Regions from separate parts of the Mus musculus genome. Here all the other regions are linked to region 1. The links are chromatin contacts, called in public Hi-C maps. All regions are on one chromosome and are shown on one strand. The core of a region is the stretch at or near the end of the contact, and the rest is flanking DNA. Distances in the headings are between cores, read along the strand shown.

Region 1 (4,499 bases), core at 1,494-3,993:
GGCTATCACACGTCACCTCACAGAGCTAAAAGTGTTGTTCTCGGTTGCTGCTGCATTCCCTGAGTCTGCTAAAGAACCTGTCAGGAGCATTCTTTATTTTTCTTCCTGTGTCTATTCACTGTTCTTAGTATTTCTAACTGATCCCTTCTCAGAGTCACTGTCTCCCCTGAAATTCCCTGCATGCTCCTGCATGCTGTCGGTGTCTCACCCTGTACCCAGAAAGAAAATCCTGACTTTGAAAACTTGTGCAGAATAATGGATTTCATCGTAGTGTCTTCACACAGGCTGATAGGTTTCTTCGCTCATATTCACACCTCTCAGTATCCTTCTCCTCACTCTTGCATATGAGATGAAATGTGGTATTTATTGTTCTAGCTCTGGCTCATTTCACTTAACATCATGATCTCAAGTTCCAGTCATTTTTTTTTCATATGACATACTTGTATTCTCTATGGATGAATCAAACTCCCTTTGTGTGCACACATGCATTGACACATGTGTGCACAAGTGTGCACACCCCCCCACACACAAGCACACATGTTGATATCCATTCATCTGTTGATGAACGTCTAGGCTGACTGCACAGCGTTATTACCATGTTATTCACAGTTACTTTAAACACTGTGTGAAAGTTTTGCTGTATCTGCCCTATAGTACACCATTTCTCTTCACACCAAACCTCTTGAGTGTGTGTGTGACTCAGTTTCTGGAGCTCTTGGTATGACAGTAAATTAAAGTATCTTTACTTTGCCTCTACTGTGATAACTACTTAGAACTAGTCTAGTTGGCAATTGGCTTGGATTCTGCTGTTCATGGGGTTGCCTGCGCACACCTCTGATTTCAACAGCTCCTTAGATCCAGGGTGAGGGCTGATAGACTGGAGTCTTCTGGTCAGTATTTGGGTCACCCTGAGCACGGGCTCTCCCCTCTGCAGCCACACTTCAAAGAGCACCCATCTTTGCCACCATATCCTTCCTCAGGGGGTGGGGGGGAGATAATCCTGTTTCTTTGTCAATGTATGTTCCCTGGCTCGGTGCTAGAAGGCAGCAATGCTTTCTTCTCATTCTGACTTAGCTTCAAACACAGATAGGCTCCCAGGAAGGGGTTGCACACATGGACCAAACCCTTGGTCTGACTTGGGCCATGTGTCATCCTTGCCTCTCACAGTTATAGGGTTTCCCGTGTTACCGAGACTATAAAGTTTCTTTCTGTCTGTGGTGCTTCATGCCTTCCCCACAGCAGCAGTGTCTGTGGTACTTCATGCCTTCCCCACAGCAGCAGTGTCTGTGGTACTTCATGCTTTCCCCACAGCAGCAGTGTCTGTGGTACTCATGCCTTCCCCATAGCAGCAGTGTCTGTGGTACTTCATGCCTTCCCCACAGCAGCAGTGTCTGTGGTACTTCATGCCTTCCCCACAGCAGCAGCGTCTGTGGTACTTCATGCCTTCCCCACAGCAGCAGCGTCTGTGGTGCTTCATGCCTTCCCCACAGCAGCAGCGTCTGTGGTACTTCATGCCTTCCCCACAGCAGCAGCGTCTGTGGTACTTCATGCCTTCCCCACAGCAGCAGTGTCTGTGGTACTTCATGCCTTCCCCACAGCAGCAGCGTCTGTGGTACTTCATGCCTTCCCCACAGCAGCAGTGTCTGTGGTACTCATGCCTTCCCCACAGCAGCAGTGTCTGTGGTACTCATGCCTTCTCCACAGCAGCAGTGTCTGTGGTGCTTCATGCCTTCCCCACAGCAGCAGTGTCTGTGGTACTTCATGCCTTCCCCACAGCAGCAGCGTCTGTGGTACTTCATGCCTTCCCCACAGCAGCAGCGTCTGTGGTACTTCATGCCTTCCCCACAGCAGCAGCGTCTGTGGTACTTCATGCCTTCCCCACAGCAGCAGCGTCTGTGGTACTTCATGCCTTCCCCACAGCAGCAGCGTCTGTGGTGCTTCATGCCTTCCCCACAGCAGCAGCGTCTGTGGTGCTTCATGCCTTCCCCACAGCAGCAGTGTCTGTGGTACTTCATGCCTTCCCCACAGCAGCAGCGTCTGTGGTACTTCATGCCTTCCCCACAGCAGCAGCGTCTGTGGTGCTTCATGCCTTCCCCACAGCAGCAGTGTCTGTGGTACTTCATGCCTTCCCCACAGCAGCAGTGCTGGTTCTCCTCCTGGGATGACCTAGCAATTTAGGAGCATCTGGGGATTTCTTGTGTGCATTTCTTTTGTCTTAAAGGACCGCAGATCACCACAACTACCTCATAACCCTCTCCTAGAAATTGGTTCAAATTTTCATGTGAGTTGGCATCTATGTATCCTGCCGTAAGTGAGCACTGTGCCCCACCCCCCCCCCATCTCCTTATTTCAGAAAATCACCTGTACTGTGACCCTGGCTCTCTTTGGGGTCCAAGTGCAGGTGTGGTTTGGTAAAGTGTAGGTTCCCTTCTCTGGCTGCATTGCGAGGTTGAACACATCTAGTGTTCTCTGTCTCACTGTGGTCAGAAATCTACCTCCTTGGGTTTTATTTCTGAGCGGCACATCGTTTTCCCTTTGTAAGCATTCTTTGTTAGCCCTTCATTCCTGCAGCGTGAATGTGGCCTCTTTAGTGGGCCCTCCCTCTCACGTTCCTCTTTTCCTGTCTAGTCTCTGCTTCCTGCAAATTGCTTTTGTTCCCATCGGATTGTTCTGGTCACTGGCTTCCTTGTTAGAAGTGGTTCTCAGATGTCTGGCGTTGCTTGACCATCTGCTCATGATTAAGAATGACAGGCCAGCAATCAGCCCTGCAGCTCTGAGCGTGTGGGTGGAGCTGGCCAACCATGGGCTTCACTCAAGAGCATTCTGGGAGGGCCTGACAGGACCTCCAGGGGACAGCCTCTGCTCTTTCCTCTCTGCAGAGCCACAGTCTGTCCGCAGAGGAGGCCTTTTCACCTCACACATGGTGTGGCTGCCTCCTCGAAGCTGAGCAGCCCTCTTTCTTGCAGAGTGTGCCACTTAAATGATGAGGGACTTTATGGGAGCATTTCTGCCATTCTCCCCCCACCTCTCTTACTTTATTACTCCTTTCCCAAAGCTGGGAAATTGCTACTTATTTAAAATGCCTAAATAGACCTAAAATTTTAATTAAACTCTGCAATATGTCCTTGTTACGACTTTCCCATCAACTTCCCGGGAGTGTTGTATGTTATTAGGCTTTCTATCTCAGGGCAAAAGGCTTTTGTTTGCTGTTTTTTTTTTTTAAAGGCCCTGGACTGGTTTATGAAGGAATAAAAGTTATGAAGAGGCCACTTAGCAAAACCTTCCTGCATCCCTCTAGGAGAGCATGTATCAGAGCCTGGTGCTGCATCTGTGACTGTATCCCCAGTACATGAGATTTAGATTTTCCTCCAGAGGGAGGGGTTCACCCATGCCACAGTGGACAATGGCAAAATGGATTAGAGGAAAAATGTGCAGAGCCAGGAGACCTGAGGTGGCTCTGTCAGCAGGAAGGCTCATGCTCTCAGCTTCCTGGATGTGATGGCTGCTTTAGCTCTCTGACAGCCCTTGTTGCCAAGATTCTCCCAACAGTGTCTGGGTCAGCAGACATGTTTGACTCTGTGCTTTTAGGCTCTAGGAGTTGAGTGGCTTTCTTCGTGAGCAGCTCCATCCAAAAGGCACAAGGAGACCAATGTCTTAGAGCTCTTGTCACTGCAACCCAGACTTAGAAACTAACATACATTCTGGCCACACAGAACTTAGCTTGCATCCCCCAAGCCCAGGGTTTTGGTCTGTGGAGGGTGAAGATAATGACCATATCATTACCTGGAGGTACAAAGTCCCAAAGCACAGGTGAATAGTTCCTCTCTCTGGTTGTGAACATAAATATGTTTCCTCACCTTTCTGATTTCCTTATACAGTTGATAGATAAATGTACTCTGTAACACAAAACCTGCGTTAGACCCGTTTAAGGATATAGATACTTAGAAACCACCCAAGATAGAATTGGCTCCAGCCCTGAGAAACCAAGGCAGCTACTTACTGCTGTTTTCACTGGGGTAAAACACAGTCTGCTGCAGTGTGCACTAGGGTAGTTTGGAGTGTCACCCAGCCTGGGCCAGGAGTCAGAGAACAAGGTGACCTTGACAGATGTCTCCCTCTAGCACCCTGAACTCCTCCGGCTTGGTTGGGCTTAATAACTCAGCACCGCTACCGGACATGCACACACAACAGACATTCTCAGTTCCCTCAATTAGACTCTTCTTTCGAGCCCCTTAAAAGAAAATATCTCAATAGGAGCCTCTTAGTATTCTAGCAGGGCTGTCTGCAGTAATGTGTTAGAGGATATAGGTGCCACTCCTGTGCAAAGAGCTTGAAAAATGACCAGACAGAGCCAAGCTCTCCCTGTTTGTTGTCAGCTGCAGAAGCAGAGTAATAAATCAACCGGTCTCATGTCAAGGGTCAGTTCGTTTGATGTTTAAAGCATTTGGCCAATCTAATCAGGCTGGGCATGGCCAATCCGTCTGCGGGAGATACTGGTA
Region 2 (4,499 bases), core at 1,033-3,532, 460 kb before region 1:
TTTTAATCCAATAACTAGAGAGATGCCTCATTGGCTAAGAGTCCTGGCTACTCTTGCAGAGGACCCAGGTTTGATTCTAGAATCCATATCAAACAGCTCACAATCACCTATAATCCCAGGTCTAGAGGATCTGGCATGCTCTTCTGGTTTCCATAGACACCTGCACACATGCGGTGCTGCAGACAATCGGGCACACATCCATATACATGAACTCTTTAAATCTTGTTTTTTTTCAAAGCCAAGTGTGGTGGTACTTGTAATCAGCCTAGCAACTGTAGGCAAATGAGAGACTGGCTCAAAAAACAAGGTAAACAGCACCTAGGGAATAACACCTGAGGTTACTTTACACACACACACACACACACACACACACACACACACACAGAATACAGGAAGGAAGGTAGGAAGGGAGGAAGGAAGGAAGGAAGGAAGGAAGGAAGGAAGGAAGGAGGGAGGGAGGGAGGGAGGGAGGGAGGGAGGGAGGGAGGGAGGGAGGGAAGGAAGGAAGGAAGGAAGGAAGGAAGGAAGGAAGGAAGGAAGGAAGGAAGGAAGGAAGGAAGGAAGGAAGGAAGGAAGGAAGAAAAGATGTAGGAGTGATATTACACAGTAAAATCTATACATGATTATTGGGTGTATAGTTGCCACCATCCCACTTAGGGACTTTCCTTCCAAAACAGAAACTGGATAAATGCATGCTTTTCCAGGACCTCTGTCTCCAGAGCAGAGCACAGATGCACACAGGCTGACGGGGTTTTTTTGTTTTGTTTTGTTTTGTTTTGTTTTGGACTTGTGCGGTGCACAATCTGTGCATCACATGTGGCCCTGACCCCAGGTACGGAGACACACAGATTTGCCTGCAGGCTCTGTGTGGGAAAGCAGTGATGTACAGGCACATCAGTAAGCCAGCTTCCATGGCAACAGTCTCAGCAGCCTGGCAACAGCATCCACAGCCACAGTAGCCAAGGAACCCACACAGATCTGCACGCAATGTATGCAATGTGATTCATGGGTTTTGTTCCTTCCATAACCGGTGCATCAGGTTGTTCCTGTGGCTTCCCAGCAATTTATTTCTGTGTGAATTTACCAAACTGATCTTTCTACTTACAGCTTAAGTAGCATCCGCTTTGGAATAGGTCTGTTTAAGTGAGTTGGGTTGAACCTGTTGACTGGGTCAGTGGTTAGCTGTCTGCTTGTGTTTTTAACTGGACCCCAGCTAGAATTTCCTGAGATTTCAGTTGAGGAGTTGCCCCTATCACATTTGCACATAGGCAAGTCTGTGGGGTGTTTTCTTGATGTGTGATTGATGTGGGAGGGACCCGCTCACTTTGGGTAGTGCCACCCTGAGCAGGCGGTCTTGTGTTCTGTAAGGAAGCAGGCTGAGCAAGTCGCGGGGCAAGCCAGGAAGCAGCATCCCTCCATGGCTTCTGCTTCAGTCCCAGCCTCCAGGTTCCTGCTTGAGCCCTATCTCCCCTTCATGATGAACTGTGTGGCCTGTGAGCCAAATAAACCCTTTCTTCCTCAAGCTGATTCTGGTGGTGGTGTTATCACAGCCACGGAGAAGCAAACTAGGAGAGCGCAGGGCTCAGCTTCCTCCCGGCCACATTCCCCTGTGGGCACACAATAACAGAATTTGCTCTCAGGGTTCCCAGACATCCTTCAGTCACTGTGTGACATGTAGGCTAGAGAGGAGAGCCTGATCAGCTGGAACGGCCAGGTGAATGGCTGCCCGTGAGAGAAATGATAGAGCTGAGCCCGACAGAGCAGAAGTACCCTACATCCATCTCTCCCAGGATCTTTTCCACCAGCCTGGGTGAACCTTTGCACTGGGACTTCAAGGTGCTGGCCATGGAATCTAGACATGCCACATCCCTCCACCTACAGCCATGGCCAGGGCGTTCCTAACTAGCTTTACATTCGCTCTGCCTAAATGGCCACTAGGCTTGTGCAAACACACTCCAGTGGTCTCTTGAGGGTGGAAAACCACAGAGATAGGTATGGATGGAGCCATTTTCTGAAGAAGGGCACCATGGCCTTGGCCTCCCTTCCTAGCCTAGAGTTCTCCTTCCCCACTGCTCTGCCCTCCTTTGTTCTGCCTCTCTCCCTCTCCTCTCCCTTTCTCTCTTACTGACTCTCCCTCTCCCTTTTTTTTCCCTGTCATACTCCCTCGTTCTTGAACACATGCACAAGAGAGAGAAAGAGAGACAGACAGGCGGACAGACAGACCTACCGACCGACCAGAGACTATTTGCTAGTGCCCCGGCACTCCTCCAGCTGGGCAAACCTCTCTGGCTTTCTCTATCTTTCCCACTGGGTGGCAGTGTGGCACCATGCATTGACATCCCTGACCCACGGCCCGAGGCTGTCTCTTTGCTCATCTTATCTCAGCCTGTACTCCTCAGAGGATTCTAAAGAGGACACCCACGCCAGCTTTCCGGTCACGCCTCACTGCGGCACCTAATGAATCTCAGCTCTCGCCTGAGCCGCCACAGCCCTGCTGCGCAGCCAGCCCCGCCCCCACCCGCCCCCGGTCTGAACTGAGGTTCCCTCCTGAATCTCGGGAAGGGAATTCAGGACGGAGGTCTGGCTCCGCGCCCAGGTGTTTGTACCTAACCTGATCTGCTTCAAAGCAGTCACCGTAATGTAAATGTACCAGGTATAAACAATGGCTAGAACGCCGTTGCTATGTTTTATATTAACACAAATTTGCCTAAATGGAGCTTAACAGAGGAAACTACAAGGTGCCTGGTACTTCTAATCTCCCATAAGGTGCAGAGCAGAGCAGAGCTCTGGTTCACCTTCCGTTCCAGTTAGGTATTAATGCCGATGCAAGCCTAGGTATGAGAGTAAGTTTGTAAGACATCCTAGAGCAATGGTTCGCAACCTTCCTAGTGCTGCAACCCTTTAATTCAGTTCCTCATGTTGTGGTGACTTACATTCGTAAAATTATTTTGTTGTTACTTCATAACTGTAATTTTGCTACTGTTATGAATTGTAATGCAAAATATGCATGTAAATGTCTCATCCCAGCTTGGGACATGGCTGGGCCAGTTGCTGTGAACATACAGCTGCTCGCTCAAGTTGACTTCAAGAGGTCAAGGCGTTCATGTTGGAGAAGGGAAGGGGAGGAGAGAAGGGAGGGCAGACAGATCCCACTGTACAGGAAGATAAAAAATTCCCTCAGGCAGCCCCCGGAGCACTGAGAACTAGGCTAGAGGGCGTCCCTGATGACCCTCTACCCGGTTATACGGCAGCACTCTCACACAGAAGACTCCAAGGCTCACCCTCGCCTCCAGGATAAGTGGACACGAGGCAAGGGAGAGATTCCACGGGCAGCAGATGCCACGGGTGAGCAGGGAGATGTAGACACCTCCTCAGTGCTCTCCAGGGCCATCTGGGTCCGAAGACATGCCCATCCCCCACCCCGACCTGGAGCAGAGCAGTCTCACACACTGTGGATGCTTAACTGGACCCGGGTAGAGTCTCTTTCCCATTTGACTGCCATATATGTCAAGATGTTACTCAAGCACGTTGAAGGCAGCCCAGCCACTCGACAGCTAACTCCACCCCTAAGAGGGAAGATGCAGAAGGATGCTGTTCGCCACACTGACCGCTGAGAGGCAGACTTGTAAGGGATGAGGCTAGACCACCCATGAATGCTCCCTGGCACCCTCACCCTGACTTGCTCCTCCTTCAGTAGACCCTCTCTTGCCTCCCCTGCAGAAAGCTTCCAGGCTTGAACTGAGAGCTGACCATCAAAATCATAACGGTGGAGCCCAACTTCCTGGTTGGTTTCTCCTTCAGATAATGTCCGGCACGTCCACATGATGAGGAGACTGGATACAAGTGCAGCCCTGTCTGTAGCATGAATCTGTGGAAATAGCATGTAAGAAGAAGTCCCAGGAGTCCCCAAAGCCCAGTCTAGAATGTCAACCCTCAGAGAAGCCAGAACAGGCAAACCACTGACTACTGAGAGACAAACCACTCGTGGAACAAGGTAGATTCAGAGACCAGAGGGGGTTTCCACTCTTCCTACCAATACCTAATTAAGGTGTGCCCATACATGCTCAAAGGTGCTCACACAAGCTTCGCCCCAGCCTATCTTTGTCTTTTCTGAAGGGGATTCCAATGAACAGAACATAGGGGAGCGGGGAGCTCTGCTTCCTTTGGGAAAATGAACACAGGCTCGGCTATGCCAGATCAAGACTGAAATCTCTGAGGACTTACCGACAGCATTGTCCCCCAGGCGTGGTATCATTCCCCCAGTTCATGGCTCACTCTAAAAGGATGGAGCCGTGATGCTGAACAGCCATAGCGAGAATATGCATTGAAGAAATGCCAAGTAACAACCCCAGATCAACAAAACTGTGCAGGTGGCACCAAGGGAAGGACCACCAGGGAGAAAGGCAGGCAGGCAGGCCTCTCCAGGTCAAAAGTTAGACAGAAGCAGCAGCAGACTGGCTCAGATAAGCACCTGGGCACCTTTTGCTTTATTCTGCTTT
Region 3 (4,499 bases), core at 1,369-3,868, 310 kb after region 1:
TATCTTTTAAGATTGCATTTTGCCATAAATCAAGATTTCACGGCAGGCAGGCTATCTCCCTGCCATGCCTACAGATCCTAGAACACCTTTCCTCTCCCCCTAACTCATCTCTCGATCTTCCTCACCTTCTGAGACATCCCTGTCACATCCTGAGTCCGTGGGTCACCCCCGGCAGCTCCCTCCCCTCTTGATCCCGCTAGAAATAGTAATTTCTCAAAAGACGAGTTGCTCATGTAGGGGTCAAAGCCTGTCTTCTATTGTTCTAGTTGCTCTCTGCTGCCTTGACCGAAAGCAACTCAGGGGAGGAAAGGATTCATTCTGCTCACACTTCCGGGTCACAGTCCATCACTGTAGGAAGTCAGAGCAGGAACGCAAGCGGGGGGGGGGGGGGGGGGGGAGAGTGTAGGTGTGTGTGTGTGGCTTGAAGCAGCAATCAGTGGAAGAACACAGCTAGTTTTCTTATCCAGCCCAGGGCCACCCTCCCAGGGAGTGCAATAATGCCACTCAATGGGCTTGGCCCTCTCATTTGTCAATGAATAATCAAGACGACCCCCTTTCCCCCAGACATGCCGACAGGTCAGTTTGATGCAGGAAATTCCTCAGTTGAAGCTCTTCCTTCAGGTGAATCTAGGTTCTGTGAAGTTGAAAATTAAAGCTTACAAAGGACATCTACTCGGCACACATGTACTAAGCAGGTGATATAAACCCTGAGTCTGTGTGCTGGCGCGTATGAGTATGTGTGTACTTGAGAAGGGAACGTTAGGAATGCATATTTAGTACTCTGTCGTTTTTCAGTCTAACGAGGTGACAGGGCTCTGAGGATCTGCTGTTTATGGCAGGAATTGCTGGTGTCCAGGACACATGTCAACCCCTGGTGAGGGGCTGTAGAGGCAGTTTCCCTTGCTGTCAAAGCAGTGTCATAAGGGAGGTGTAGGGTGTCTCTAGGCTGTGGAACCCCAGGAGACTCTTTCCTCTGTATCATTCCTCCATTCCTGAGGATTGATTGCTAATCACATTTATTCATTCATTGGAAATTCCAGAAGATCATTAAAATATCAACATCTCTGTTTTCTTATTCTCAGTGGGATTTTTAGACTTTTCAGGCAAGGAGTTTGGGTTAAAATCATATATGAATGATAGAACTCTGAGGGGTCCTGCTGGATGGACCCCTGAGTCTTCTTGAACAAGAGAGGTCTGCTATGCTGTGCTGTCACACACCCCAGTCCTTCTCCCATAACCCTGCCAGGAAGGCAGTGAAACACACACACACACACACATGCACACGCACATACGCACACAATATGGACACTCCTATACCCCCTTAGCTGGCCTCCACACCTATGCCACAATCTTATGGTTCTTTGACTTTGTGCTGTTGGTGTCTTCTTGGCCAAGGCAAGTCTTAATAAGAGAAGATTAGCCGTGGGGGCATCTGTTTAGTGTTGACTGAGGATGGCTTTGAATTTGAACTCCAGCCCCATTTGCCTCCACATCCCCATCCTATGATTAAGAACATGTGGAACAGCACCTGACTTTAAAAAAAAAAATCATGGTGTGTATGTATATGTGTGCATATGTGTGTGTGTGTATATGTCTGTGTCTGTGTATGTCTCTGTATCTGTTTGTCTGTGTGTGTTTGTCTATGTGTGTATGTCTGAGTGTGTGTCTCTGCATGTGTGTGTCTCTGCATGTGTGTGTCTCTGCATGTGTTTGTGCATGTCTCTGCATATGTTTGCCTGTGTATGTGTGTGTCCGCGACTCTCTCTGTGTATCTATGTGTGTGTGTGTGTGTGTGTGTGTGTGTGTGTGTGTGTATGTGTGTGTGGTTGGCCATCTATGAGCACAGAGTGTTTACAGGGGTCGGTCAGCTTCAAGTCTTCACCTCTCACTTTGAGACAAGCTTTCCTAGTGCTCAGTGCTGCTTCAGGAGCCTGCTAAGATCCTCTTTCCTCTGCCTCTCATCTGTGATTGGACTGCTGGGATTGCTATCATTTTCATATCCAGCTCTACCTGAACTCAAGTCCTCACCTTTGCTTAGTCCAGACCTCACTCCCGGCTTTCATTTATCTTTTTTTTTAATCAAATAAAATAGGTGAGACAACAAACAAAGAACAAACGGAAGGCACCCCCCCCCCCCCAAATGCACATACTTGAGAGGTCTAATAACAAGTCTGAGAGGCAGGACTCAAATCCAGGTCTACGTGACTCCCAAGGTCATGCTGGCTGGCTTTGTGGCCACAGCCCCTGCAGAGGCAGACACTAGCAGGCAGGCTGTGCTCCTCTTAAGCACACTGCCTCAGACAGGGTGTGTGTCTGTGGGGGTGGGGGGTGGGCAATGGAGCTGGCTTTTGAGGGACAGTGTGCCTTCAGGATGGCGGCTTTGAGATTGAGCCTGTCGGCTTGTGGGGCTGAGAAAGCAAAGTCTGTGAAGGCAGCTACAGAAATGCCTCAGGCCCTTCTTCTAAGAAGAAAGGCCGTCCCTGTTGGTCTGGGCACAGTTCTCCTCCAGCTTAGCCCCAAATGGCCGCAGGCTGCTCATTCATTATCCTCACAGTGCCCTGCCCCAGTTGGTGGACCAGACAGCAGGAGAAGGAGGCTGACAGGGGGCAGCAGCTCAGACCCACCCTCCTCCTCCAAGGACAAAGAGCAGCGCCTCTTCCCTCTGCTGAAAGCCTCCTCCCTCTACAGGCTGAAGCCTGCGAAGGAAAGGCCGCCCAGCACCAGGCTTGCTGCTGCTCGGTACCTGCAATTTGCACAGAGGGAGTTCAGCTATTTCAGAGCAGAGGCACTAGAAATACCCGAGTAGAGGGGAACACGATGCCTCCTCCCACACCACCCTCAGAATCCAGGGTGGTACAGGGTGAACTTTCCATCAAGGTGACATTGATTTTTTTAAAAAAGATTAAAAAGAGAAAGAAAGAAAGAAAGAAAGAAAGAAAGAAAGAAAGAAAGAAAGAAAGAAAGAAAGAAAGAAAGAAAGAGAAAGAAAGAAAGCAGCACCAATATTTCTAAATGCTGGACAAAAGAACACAGAAACCAAAGGGCAAATGGACCTGCAAGCATCTAGCCTCTCCCACCATTAGGCAGCAACACCTTCCAGTCCGAGGCTCCCTAAGCTCCAATGCACAGGCAGCTCTGGGGCCCTACCAAGGTGTAGACTCTCCTCTATCCTTCTGAGAAAGGGGAGGGAGGCTGGAGTTCTGCATCAATCTCAAGTTTTCCAGAAACCCTGATGTTTGTCCCTTGAGCCACAATGGGTCACAAAGAAGTCACCTTCTTCAGGGCAGTTCCTCTCTGCCCAGCTGGGGTCAGCTGTCCTGTAATACTCCCCAGAGAGGAAGCTGTCTTCTCTGACTGAGATCCCAGCTGGGCAGTACTGACTGGTCTGACAGCTTGTGCTTGGATGTACTTCACCAGAAAGAGGTCTTCTCAGGAGAAGCACCACAGCATAGGAATTCCTGGGACTAGCGCCTTGGACACACCCCACCCTTCTCTTGGGAGCAAGCCTCCAGGGATCACTAAGGTAGGGGCACGGCCTGCTCCGTGAGTACTGTCCATCTATCTGTTTCTGTGGAGTGATTACTAGAGATAGCCCTGGATGCAGTTTCTTCTCCAGACAAGCCATTTGGCATTAGCACTTTGATTCTCTTCAGAGTTAATGAAGAGTCTAGGCAGATCACTGGGCCAGCCACAGTGCAGGGTCATGACTTTAGAGGATGAGGACACTGCTGACCCTGTGGCTGTAGCCCAGACACACAGGGCTTCTAATTATTTTTCTAATAAATTTCAGGAAGATGCGGCCCAGAGCCGGTTTGATAACGGCTGTCACCGTGAGTGTGTGTTTCCAGGAATCCCATGGGCACTGCAGTTCATCAGTAAAGGAAGTGTGCTGCCGTTTTTTATTTCCTTTCTGAAATATTTCTGTTTGGGGATCTTGAAAGAGGAGATGGAAGAAAATATTAGTTCCCGGTGAAATGTATATCTTCAGCATGTGATCCTGGTGCCTTGCGACCCCTGTGGCCTATCTCTTTCTGAAGTACTGGGCTGGAATCTATCAGGCTACATTCACATTTACACAGAGAGGGACTCAGATCTGAGTCCCTTACACACATGCATGGCAGCCTGCAGGCATGTGCAAAGCCTTGGCTGGGGCACCAGAGACTCAGACACTGGTCCCTTATATGTAAGTCGTGATTCACAGTTGAGGCGAATTCTTTCCTTGGGTCCTTATATATGGCTAGGCTGTGGAAATGTCACAGGGGCATATGTGATGCAAAGCAGAGCTCTGAGTTAGGGATGTGGCTCTTGCCAGCCCTCAACCTGCCCCTCCCCTGCTGGCTTCCTGCCTCACCTCTTTGAGGCATGCAGAGAATGACATCTACACCTGACATCAACTCATACTAAAAAATCAGGGTCTCTAAGTGGACATTACCGTACCTTATAAGCTCCAGGTCAAATGTAGGTGTTCACGTGTTATAATGGCACACAAAGTTCATTTC

The links. A called contact is a pair of places that touch in the nucleus more often than the background predicts.
Region 2: a Hi-C map of the N1E-115 cell line shows a contact between it and region 1, with 4 times the contacts expected there. The contact joins two enhancer-like sites. A contact is called at or near these places in 2 of 39 promoter capture datasets (both in liver), 1 of 15 datasets of contacts at CTCF or cohesin (embryonic stem cells), 19 of 484 Hi-C or Micro-C datasets (the G1E-ER4 cell line, the N1E-115 cell line, cardiomyocytes and 5 more), 1 of 115 datasets of contacts at active chromatin or transcription factors (embryonic stem cells) and 1 of 9 other capture datasets (embryonic stem cells).
Region 3: a Hi-C map of the N1E-115 cell line shows a contact between it and region 1, with 4 times the contacts expected there. The contact joins two enhancer-like sites. A contact is called at or near these places in 1 of 484 Hi-C or Micro-C datasets (the N1E-115 cell line) and 1 of 115 datasets of contacts at active chromatin or transcription factors (differentiating embryonic stem cells).

The regions. Positions count from the first base shown.
Region 1 is chr12:29,046,593-29,051,091 of GRCm38.p6, forward strand. No RefSeq gene overlaps it. Among named protein-coding and RNA genes, the nearest start is that of Gm31333, 93 kb to the right of the region's middle. Within about 2 kb of position 2,744, at least 63 of the 459 cell types and tissues checked have an H3K27ac peak or open chromatin away from gene starts, as enhancers often do. A contact at or near this core is called in the N1E-115 cell line and cerebellum, where this site is marked.
Region 2 is chr12:28,587,224-28,591,722 of GRCm38.p6, forward strand. No RefSeq gene overlaps it. Among named protein-coding and RNA genes, the nearest start is that of Allc, 6.9 kb to the left of the region's middle. Within about 2 kb of position 2,283, at least 93 of the 459 cell types and tissues checked have an H3K27ac peak or open chromatin away from gene starts, as enhancers often do. A contact at or near this core is called in the N1E-115 cell line and cerebellum, where this site is marked.
Region 3 is chr12:29,354,588-29,359,086 of GRCm38.p6, forward strand. No RefSeq gene overlaps it. Among named protein-coding and RNA genes, the nearest start is that of Gm31650, 83 kb to the right of the region's middle. Within about 2 kb of position 2,619, at least 43 of the 459 cell types and tissues checked have an H3K27ac peak or open chromatin away from gene starts, as enhancers often do. A contact at or near this core is called in the N1E-115 cell line, where this site is marked.